Regions from separate parts of the Lactuca sativa genome. Here region 1 is linked to region 2. Evidence: chromatin contacts called from public Hi-C data. All regions are on one chromosome and are shown on one strand. Each heading gives the region's core, a stretch centred on a gene start, on an enhancer-like site or on the middle of the called end of the contact. The rest is flanking DNA. Distances are from core to core; before and after follow the strand shown.

What was found. A called contact is a pair of places that touch in the nucleus more often than the background predicts.
Region 1: a Hi-C map of seed shows a contact between it and region 2, with 2.6 times the contacts expected there. The contact joins the promoter of LOC111879888 here to the promoter of LOC111880315 in region 2. A contact is called at or near these places in 2 of 4 Hi-C or Micro-C datasets (leaf and seed).

The regions. Positions count from the first base shown.
Region 1 is chr4:15,891,391-15,897,609 of Lsat_Salinas_v11, reverse strand. It overlaps LOC111879888 (protein BCCIP homolog), which reads right to left and starts at 3,591. Exons shown (of 9, transcript XM_042900842.2): 1 at 3,279-3,591; 2 at 2,112-2,271; 3 at 1,929-2,032; 4 at 1,615-1,839; 5 at 1,312-1,521; 6 at 576-632; 7 at 399-488; 8 at 246-302. The coding sequence starts at 2,253.
Region 2 is chr4:15,750,039-15,755,644 of Lsat_Salinas_v11, reverse strand. LOC111880315 reads right to left here and starts at 1,681. Exons shown (of 3, transcript XM_023876738.1): 1 at 1,533-1,681; 2 at 1,102-1,399; 3 at 446-952. The coding sequence starts at 1,681. The coding sequence ends at 446.

The DNA of each region.
Region 1 (6,219 bases), core at 2,342-4,841, 140 kb before region 2:
ACACAATCACTAGTGTTTCAATTGTATTTACTTTTAAAATTATTTTAATATATAAAGAATTTCTATTTTTACTTTTTATTTTTTTGAACTTCAAATTATGTCGTTTTAACTTAACAGTTAACACTGTTCGTAGGTTTTAATCAAACAGAAACGACTTTAAGTTTTTTAAATAAAACTAAAAAAGTATTAATATAAATTATTTATATATATTTAAATAACTTGATTTTTATTTTAATAAAACTTACCTCATTGGTGGTGACCTGTTGGGTGCGCAAGGGAAAGCAGAAGGACCATGCACTTAGCTGATGGATTTATAAAAATAAAAAATAAATAAATAAATCAGAATTCCTCAAGCTAAAAAAAAAATTAAATAAATAATTAGAAAAAGAGAAGGGTACATTATGAAATATTTCATCTTCTGGCTTCAAGTAAATTATAGCCTCTTCACTTGAGCTGCTTCCCTTCTTTTTCTTGTCAGCATTCTTAAGCTAAAAGTCAGACAATAAAATAATAAATAAATAAATTATAATTCAAAATATAAACCAAAAGAACACTCATATATATATACACAATACCTTATAAATTTTGCTGATCAATAAATAATACTTGAAGCAGAAAAACTTTCTAAGCTCCTGTGTAGGCTATAAAACAAAAATTAAAAATTGATATTTCATAATCAAAAAGATAAGAAGGTATTAAATTAGAAATAATTCTAGTTATCCATATGAGTAAAAGACCATTCTGCCCTTCTGTTTAGATTGATGCTGAGGTGAGTAAATGATGCATCATGCATGTCTAAAGTATGTGTTGTATACACAAATTATGTTCCGCTTTTGGACCGAATAAATTGTCTGAATGTGAGTAAATGACCATTCTACCCTTCTAGTTAGAGTGATGTCAGTAAATGATGCACATGTATAGAATATGTGTTGTATATACAAAGTCTTTCTTTTTTGGACTGAGTAAACTGTTTGAATGTGAGTAAATGACTATTTTACCCTTCTATTTAGAGTGATGTTGAGGTGGGTAAATGATGTCTGTCTAAACTCAAAGAGTATCTGTTGTACACACAAAGTCTGTTTCTTTTTTTCGACTGAATGAAATGTCTGAATGAGAACAAATGACCATTCTACCCTTCTGTTTAGAGTGTTGTTGAGATGAGGTCTGTCTAGAATATGTATTTGTATACACAATATCTAGAGTAAATGTTGTATAAACAAAATCTGTTTCTATTTTGATAAACTGTCTGAATGTGAGTAAATGACCATTTTACCCTTGGGAGAAAAGTTTATAGTAAAGTGATCATCTAACCTCATCTTCTGTAGCCCAAGAGATTTCATTAAAAATAGCATCATACAATGATGGGAGAAGCTGAGGAGGGAGATTTACAACACGTTGTGAGATCAAAAGACCAACATCAGCTGCTTTCTCCCCTAAAAATGATTTTAAATTTTCTTTTATTTCTTTTTCTTGACACTTTGATAACAAAAACTCTTTCACTTCCATCATGCATTTACAATCCTGGATTAAACAACCACCATATATTCAATCATATTTCAAAAAAAAAAAAAAAAGTGGAATGTGAATCTTGAGATAAATGAAGAATATTTTTACCTTATATCTTTGTAAATTTAAAGCAGAAACAAAGCCATAAACTGATTCATCTTCATCATCTTCTATTTTAACAACTGATCCCACTGAAGTTTGTTGCAATATTAAGTCAACAAAACTGGTCAAATCCCATTCTTTATTATCAAGGTAAGTCTGCATCAAGACCTTTACTCCATGGAAATCATCAGGCTTTGGGTCAAAGAAGACAAAATCTACTTGAACAGCTCCCTTAAAAAGAAAATCATAATTTTAATAAAAAGTAGAAATAAAAATTTCAACTTATTAGAAGGGCGAAATGTGAATAAATAAATAAATACCTCAAAGTCATCTTCATCTTCTGAAGAAGAATCTTCATTTTCTGAAGAAGAACATGACACTTCTCTATTTGATTCTATGATATCATGTTTCTCCTTTTTTCTACCTGTAAACACTTAAAATTTTAGCTTTCACAATCCATGAACAAAAATGACCATTTTGCCCTTAGGAGAGAGAGATCATGCCTGTTGAGTTGAAAGGGGCTTTTATGTCATTTTGTTGTTTGGCCTTTCGTGCAGAGAAAATTAAGGCCATGGAACGACCCAAGCGAGAGAAAGCATGTTGAGGCTTTTGTAAATGAGTTCTTCTTGTTGGCTTTCGTGGCATTATAATTAATAAGGAATCCTAGAAAAATTCATAAATATAAAGATTGTAATATTTATAAAGTATAAGATACTCATAGACATGTAAAATGATATCATAAATACTCTAATTTGTATAATGTAAACACATGAAAACATCACAAGTATTTACAGTTATAATCATATTCCAAAATTTAACCCAAAACGGATCTGCTGATTAAGAAAACTTACCATTTTACCCTTCTAATAAAAACAACTTTGAAATGCATATTACTTACTCAAAATCTACAACATTTATAAATTACGTATATAAAGATCAATGCAATGTATAAATTATTCAAAATCTACCAGTTTACCTTCTATCAAAGTTATCTAATCTCAAAAAATCAAGTTTTAGAGGCACGAAACTAATCAAATGAGATTCAAGAACCAAAAAACTGAACCACTCAACATCACCTTCAATAACTTTTAAACTATCCTATGCTAACATACAATTGTGATCATTCATTACAGATGTGAGATGTGAACAATATGTTCAAATGGTTCATGAAGAGAAGTTACAGATGATATGGATTGGGCAAACATGAAAGTCCCTTGACTGGGAATAAACCCATTATCCAATAAATGACATTATTGCCCTCAACTTCTATAAAAAAAGTTTATGTGCTTCATTTATTTGCCCTGTAAGTGAAGACATCTAGTTGGGGCAATTTATCATGCCATTGTAAGTATAGACATCCAAAAGTTTATTTGCTTCATCTGTGCCCTGTAAGTGAAGACACCTATTTGCCCTCTATAAAAAGTTTATGTGTTTCATATGTGCATCCAAAAGTTATTAACATGGCATTGTAAGTGAAGACATCTAATTGGGGCAATTTATCGAACACGTTCTCTGCATCCAAAAGTTCTTCGTACAAATCAAGAAGACGACTGTTGATAAAAGTGACGGTGGGTTCGTAGAGAATCAACTGCTTCCTTAATCTTGTACAAAGAAATGTCTATTGGTCTGAACAATCAAATTATTTTAGCAAAATTGAACGGAATTTGTACCTTCTAGAACCAACTGTGTGTCGACGGACGAAGGATTTTTCCTTGAAAGCTCGAGGGAAGCGAAAGACGGCAAGGACGGCGGTGGCACCAGGTACGGAGGAAGAAGGTACCGCCGGTTAAGATTAACTGGAGGAGTATATCTCCGGCGGCGCTGCACGAGTCGACGGAGGGAGGAGCACTTCTCTGGTGGCCGGCGGATGGGAAAATAAAGAGGGAGGAAGTAGCTGTTGGACTGTTGGAGGCGTTTTTTAGATTAGGGTAAAACAGAGATTTTCACATAAATAAATGAATCGTTCCGCACATATCTAATCTCCGACCAATTCGAAGATAAAAATTGAGGCTTTTAATGGTTCAGCGGTACTTTTAATAGTTTAGAGATGAAATCTTTTTTGTAGCTAAACCGAAGGCCTATATTTAAAAAAATCTTTTTTTTTATAAAATCTTTAACCCATAATTAGAATGTAACTGGTAAAAAGATACGTGCGTTGTACGGGTCAGAATTTTTTGTTGATGTTTGGTGGGTCATAAAAGCAGAACACTATAAATGGTTGATTTTGAAAGTACGATGCTTAAAAACAAAATAAAGTAGAAATAGATGTTGCAGTCTCAAAATTTTAATGAATCCTAAAAAAAATCAAAATTACATAATCTTACATTTCTACTATATACGTCAAACTTCATCTAAATTTTATATTAGTCACACGGTTTTAGCTTTCATTCCAATTGGCAAAAAATATTTTGCTTTCATATCTTCAATCAAGACGATTTCTGTAAGAAAAGCATCATACCAAATAAGGCTAGTTCATTTTCAATCACATATATCAAAAAAGACTTTAATAGCAATGTACTTTCAACTTTCTATAACTGTTGTGCATGCTATGCGTGGATATGACCATTTTTTCCATTTTAAATTATAGAATATGTGGTTGTGTGTGTAGTTGTGTAGTTTTTGTGTATGTATGTGTTAATGATCGTATTTATATGTGTGTCTATGTTGTTATGTATGTCTTATTGTGTATAAACATAAAGAGTAAAACTCTAATTTTTCAAATGTGTGTCTACCTTTTTAAATTCAGCCTCATGTGAATCTCTGTTCTTTCGTGTATGTATTAGACGGATAAATTGTATTAAAGTTATGGATTTTAAAAACGATTAGGAATCATTTACTATAATATTTACATATCAGGGACCATTTATGTAATTTCATAGTGAAACCCTTTTGGTTTGAAGTACTTAAAGGGATAAACCTTTTTTGTAACATCCCCTCTGGCACGTATCACAATATTGTCTGATTTGGACTCCCGACACGAAAACTTTCCACAGGTGTTACACTTTTGATTTGAAGCCATTGAGTGAAACCATTCGTAAATTTAATATCTCCAAGTGAGAAACCTATTAGCTTCACAAGCCTGAAATTTATAACTACCAATATTTATGAAATTTTAATCTTTTATTCCAAATTTATAAATATTATAATCTAGTAACCTAACCTATTGCCTTGCAATCTCTTGATCAACACTTCACCAAGTAGCTTTCTAGTCTTATGAGAAGTGGATGGAAAATGGAAGTCATAATGTGCAATTTAAAAAGATAATAAGAATAAGAATTGGAATTGGAATAAATATAACCGTGAAAATATAAAATTATAAAAATTAAAACTTGTTGACACCGATTATCCATTGTGTTTGATCATAAAACATAGCACAACCAATATGTACTCAACTTCAACATACATAACTTGAATCCTGTAAAAACACACATGTTTATTAGACGGTTGAGAAATAAATCATCATATCAAGTAAATAGAAGAGAATTAATTCATACTTGGTGGAATAAGTGGGAGAAAATTATATTTGTTTACAAATTGAGGCCATGGATTCAATATCTGATCCTCTGTGTTATAACATATGTTCTAGTATTATACAATTTATCTATTTTTTTAGGGTTTTGTGCTTGGACTCGGCGAGTTAGTGAGCTCCAACTCGTTAAGTAGAGTCATTTATGAGGACGCGGGATTCAGATCCTACTCGATGAGTCGGAAGGCTCTGACTCGACGAGTAGGCATTGTAAAGGAAAACCCTAATTTTTAGTATTTGGACCTTATTTAATGGACTTAATATGCCTCTTGTGGCCTCCCTTATCACTTCACTATCCAGAGAAGAAACCATAATCCGTTCATTGATGTTTCCTTAAGATTGATAGGGTAAGAGAGAGTTTTGGAGCATTTAGTTGAAGAAGTTGAAGATTGAGGAGCTTGGAGCGAGAAGTAGACTGTAGATCCAGCATCTACAACGTATGGACACCCATTTGAAGGTAACAAGTTGTTACCTTGATCATTCTAGCATTAGATCCTCTTCTTCTTGGGTTTTAGGCCATTTCAAGTACATTTGTGAAGCATTTCGGGTGTTAAGTAAGATATGGAATTGCAACTTCAGATCTGGACTCCTCTAAGTCCTTAGAGTTATAAAGTTGCTAAATTTATCAAGTTTGGCCCTTCTCTTTGGCTAAAACCCCTCCTTTAGCTTGGTGTTGGCAACTAAGAGCTTGCATACACGTAAAGTTTACAACTTTACGTGGAAACCATGCCTTAGGTGTGACATCAAAAATTTCAAACCAATTTAAACTTTTTAAAAGATATCAAGTTCGTCAAACATTACAACTTTGTTTTCAAAATATTGATTATCAGAGTTTTTCCCATAAACATAAACACAATAGGAGCAGCTGTACGATCACGCCTTGGCCTTGCCTTGATCCCCTGATGTACCTGAAACAATAAACTGAAACTGTAAGCCCGAAAGCTTAGTGAGTTACCCCCAAAATACCGATACACATACAGTCCACATAACAATATCAACATTAACATATCATATCAATCAGAACAGAACAACATGCACTGGGTCCACAGCTTTACAGGCTAGACTACCCCTAGGCCCTCAGTATG
Region 2 (5,606 bases), core at 432-2,931:
ATAATAATAATAATTCATTCATTTAAATAGTTTTTCGATTCTATGTAACCCATAATTAACCTTTTTGAAAAAAAAAATACTGTAAGACCATAAGGTGTGGACAACTAGATGTAACACCATTTTGGTGCCACATCACATGTCACATCATCAATGGTGTTATACCACCAAATGGAGAAATGGGCAACATGTTGTATCTTGTTATGACACCAAATTTTTTTTCCATTTTATAATTTATTTTTTATTTAATTCGATTTTTTTTTTAAATTTAGACAAATATTTTTTAAATATAAATAATAAATAAAACATAATGTTTAAAAATTATAAATAACAATTAAAAATTTTTAAAGATTAAAATTAACATAAAGACTAAGTTACACATAATATCCAAAAACAAAAAAAAAAGAAATAACATCCAAATTAAAAAATAAAAATAAAAAATACAACGCTATCCGTTATCGTTATTGTTACCATAGAATATATAATCCGCTAAGTCCTCTCGAAGTTGTTTGTGTTTAGTTGCGTCCTGAATTTCAACAACGCGATGCAAATAATCTGTTGTTCCTGGTTGAAACTGAACGTGTCTGGGCTTCGTTGGGATATAGTGTGCAATATTTCGCCCTTTATCTTCTACTACCATGTTATGTATTATGATACATGCATACATGATATATCGTAGAGTTTCTAAATCCGATGGTCGTGCTGCATGTTCGACTATATGCCACTTCGCCTTCAGCACTCCAAAAGCACGTTCCACATCCTTACGTGATCCTTCTTGTCTTCTCTTAAAAAAATTGTCTCGTTCTTCAACCGGGTGGCAGAATGCCTTCACGAATGTGGAATACTGAGGATATATTCCATCTGTAAGGTAATACCCATATTTGTATTCGTTTCCATTCACCGTGAAAGGAGCATCCAAGGCTTTTCCATTCAAAAGATCGTTGAATATTGGCGACTGATCAAGAACGTTGACGTCGTTGTTGGAACCCGCAACCGCAAAAAATGCATGTCAAATCCATAAATCTTGAGAAGCGACAGCCTCTAACACCAACAAAGGTGATCCGTGATGACCACTTGCGCATTGCCCTTTCCATGCTACCGGACAATTTTTCCATTTCCAGTGTGTGCAACAATGCTTCCTATCATTCCGGGAAACTCATGGCGTTCTTCATGCGTCGCATACAATTCTTGCAAATCATGCAACGAAGGTTTCCGCAAATACACGTCTCCAAAAGTTTCAACAACACCCCTTGACAATGTATACAAACTCTCTCTTGCGGTTCTTTCGGACATTCTCATATAGTCGTCCATGGTGTCAGGTAACTCCCTCATAGCCATCAAACGAATGCCCGCAGCATATTTCTGCAACGTTGTAAACCCTTGTCTACCTCTAGCATCATATCTTAATTGGAAAAATTCGTACATAAACATAAATTAACTACCGTTTAAAAATATATTGCATATGTTGTAAAATTAAAGAAACATGTAGCACATTTTTATTTATTTTGTATAAAAGTATAGTAAACAAACGATACCGGCTTTGCAAGGCGTTGGTGATTCGTAAGAACACATTCCTACTCAAACGAAATCTTCTTTTGAAGTCCTTCGCCCCGTATACACAATTATCCGCAAAGTAATCGCGGTATAGATGTTCGTGTCCTTCCTCGCGATTTCTGTTTAACATTGCACGTCTTGTTAGTAGCGGGGCTGGGTCTGGTTGTAGCAGGTCGGTAGTGTAATAATGATACATCATCCTAAAGAAAATATCGTCATCTGAATCATCGGACGAGCCGAAAGGATCCATATTTTTTTTTTTGAAGATAATTGAAAGTATGTAGAAAGGAGAAGAGAAAGTGCGTGAATTTTTTTTATAAAATGGTAGGTATTTATAGGGTAAATTATTTTTTTTAATAGTTACTTTTTTTAAACCCGTTGCAATTAAAACGTTTGCAAACGACAACATTTTCTTCGTTTCATCTGGTCGTGACACCAACGAGATCCAATCTCGACGAGTTGCAACGAACAGGGGGGCCGTGTTCCCCCTGTTAAGACGTCGTCGCCATACGCCACGTCACCGGCGTTACATCTCGTTTGGCTCGTACCGATTACTCTAATAGACTTAAATTGAGAATTTTGGTTTATAGAGTTATATGCACCAAAAAAAACTTTGTTAATGATTTGGTAATATTAGACATATTTTAATACAACGTTATGATTACTTGAGAGAATATGTAAATTATTATTTAAGAGACAAGGTATTTTTTATTAATTATAATCGAATGCATACGATGATCAATAATGAATAAAACTAGATAAGTTGGGGTTCATATTTTTTAAAATACAAAACTTTTGATTTTCGATTGTTTATTATATTTTACTTTTTATAAAAGAAACCACGAGTAAATTTTTATATAATTTAATAATAGTTTTGCTAGAATACTTAGACTCGAGGATGTGTTCCCACCAAAACAGAAAATAATCATTTTTCATTATTTTTCAAGTTCATTATTTTGTTAATAAAAATAATTGTGTGATAAAGTTGGACCGGTTTGGTGTATATATTAGAGGTGAGCGTGGTGTGGTTCGATGCGGTTATTAGCCAAAACCTCACCACTAACCGCAAATGCGGTTAATCCATTTTCAAAACCGCATGGTGTGGTTATTTTTGCGGTGCGGTTAGACGGTTATTTTTGCGGTGCGGTTTTGTTTTTTCTATGTTGCGGTTATTAACCGCATGGATTTGGTGCGGTTTTTAACCACAATTTAGAGCTCAAATAGTTTTAAGAGTTCAAACATATTACTTGTAATAATAATAAAAAAAACCATAATGTATAAGACAATTAAGTATTTAACTTAAACCACAAACAACTAATATCTTAAAAACGTCAAATCAATAGTAATTAACAATAAATATCTTAAAATTGTCTAATTTCATCCTTTTTATAAAGTTAAACATAAGAAAAAACCAACACTTTTGTCTTCTAGTATTTTATCCGTCTTTCATTCATGAAACATGTCTTATTTTTAATATTTAATAAATTAATAATTGATAAAAAAAAATTGTATATAATATATGCGGTGTGGTTTTTTTGCGGTTTCTGGAAACTAATAACCGCACCGCACCGCAAATTTGCAGTTTTTGAAAAACAGAAAACCTCACCATCGATTTTTATTGCGGTTGCGGTTTATGCGGTTAATTTTGGTTGCGGTGCGGTTTTTGCTCACCCTATATATATATATATATATATATATATATATATATATATATATATATATATATATATATATATATTGAAATAAAACCGTTTGAAAGAAAAAAGAAAAAAAAATCGGTTAATGAAATCGGGAGAGAGAACGTGATGTCTTTTCCTTCCATCCGGTTCTCGCACTCGCTATCCTGCACCCTCGGTGTTGTGTTCCGAGGTACAAGTTTGGTTCCTGTATCAACTTCCTGCTACATTCTGTGTAACCTTATAACTTAGACTATGCGGGGTAGAGCACCATTTTTTTTTAACAGTTGAATTTTATAATCGAAACTAACAAGAAGTTAGAAATTACGAAGTAATAACTAGAATTAGATTTTAAACCAATCAACCCAACTAACATTTTTTTTATTGTTTATAATCGCAAACCTATTAAACGAGAAATCAACTATACCATCAAAATAAAAAATAAAAAATTGTCGGGAGCGGCTCCCCAAAAATAACACCATTACGGAACCTCCAAATCACTCATAGAATCGTCTGAATAATGATTCCAAAGCGCCTTCTTTTAGAAGAAAGAGAGATCGTTTCCATCCATACAAATAATTCTCGAGTAGGAGTCATACATGGTAAAACCAAATCCACTCATCTAAACGTCCTTTTGCCAAATAAAAGAAGCATCTTCGCACAAAAGCAAGACATGATCAATTGTTTCTACTATTTTAAACGTAAAATAAAGAGAAAAGAATGAATATCCAAACCTTTTAGGCTTAGACTTAAAAATCGATTTCAAAAGGTCGGTCAAACCGATTGAACCGAAAATTGGGGAAGAAAACGGTTCAACTATCACCGGTTTTATGTCTATTTCTTAACTGGAACGAAGCAGCCGGTTTTTACAAAAACATGGTTGAGCCGGTTAAACTAAATTGGTTGAACTAAACTGGTTGAACCAGTTAAATTGAATAAAAACACATGAAAAATAACCATTTTGCAATATAAATATTGGTGGTCTTTTCACGTCTATTTAGATTTCTAAATAAAAACATATGGTAAATGTTATGAAGTTTTTTTATGCGTTTTATTCATCTAAAGCTATATTTTGTTTCAGTATTATACTTTATTTTTTTTTATATATGTGGATTATATTTTGTTTCGGTGTTATACTTTTTTTTTGTTTTTTGATTTATATGGATTGATGTAAAACTTATAGTTATGTGTTATTTTAATGTATGTGGATTGATTTAAAACTTGTTTTTATGTATATTTTTAATATATGAATTTGTGAACGTAAAATTATTGATTTATATATGTATGTATGTGTAGGGAAAAAAAATATAAAGATTATAGAAATCGATTGATCCGGCGGTCGAATCGAAAACCAATTATCATACTAGTTCAACCAAAAATTGGTTTTTAAAAGATTGCCGCCAAATAAAGATATTTACTTTCATAGGCACAAAACAATTCTATCTAATTTCATAATTACCATCTGATTGCAAGCACACCAATCCACTACAACGACAAGGTCAAAAAAATGTCAATCTTGGTATATTTGTGCAGACTCTCTCTCTCTCATATTAATGTTGATAATATTTTTTAATTTTTTATTTTATTTTTATCTTGAGGATTAATTTATTGTAGGCATGAAATAGGTAACTAAAAGTTGTCTATTAAGAATATATATTAAACTAAAATCTACATTCATTAAGTAAAATAATGGGAAACGGACTTAACAAGGTAATTAACTTTTCAATATGTTCATATCTGGGTAACTATCTTTTTTTTGTACACATCTAGGTAACGAACTTTTTGGAAGTGTTCACATATGACCATTATGACCGGCTGTAGCAGGTTATATCCGGTCATAACCAGTCATAATGGTCATATGTGAACATTTTCAAAAAGTTCGTTACCTAGATGTGTACAAAAAAAGATAGTTACCCAGATGTGAACAAACCGAAAAGGTAACAGGCAAATACACGAATGATCTCTGTAGTTTGGGTAATTTGTGTGTTTGGTCCATAACTTATTTTTTAAACTTAGATGATCCATACTATTTATTTTTGTTGTGCATTTGGTCCCTGTCCTACCTCAAAAGACTATTGTGCCCTTTTTTATTTTTTTTTCTTATTTATGTATTTATTTTTTATATATTAAAAAAAATTAATAGACCTCATATATCTGCATCTCTTCACCCTAAATCTGAAACCACATTTGAGAAATTTAAATTGGGTCCCACAATAATCTTTTGAGGTAGCACAGGGACCAAATACACAACAAAAATAAATAGTAAGGATCACCTAAGTTAAAAAATAAGTTATGGACCAAACGCACAAATTACCCAAACTACAGGGACCATTCGTGTATTTTACTGTTACCTTTTCGGTTTGTTCACATCTGGGTAAC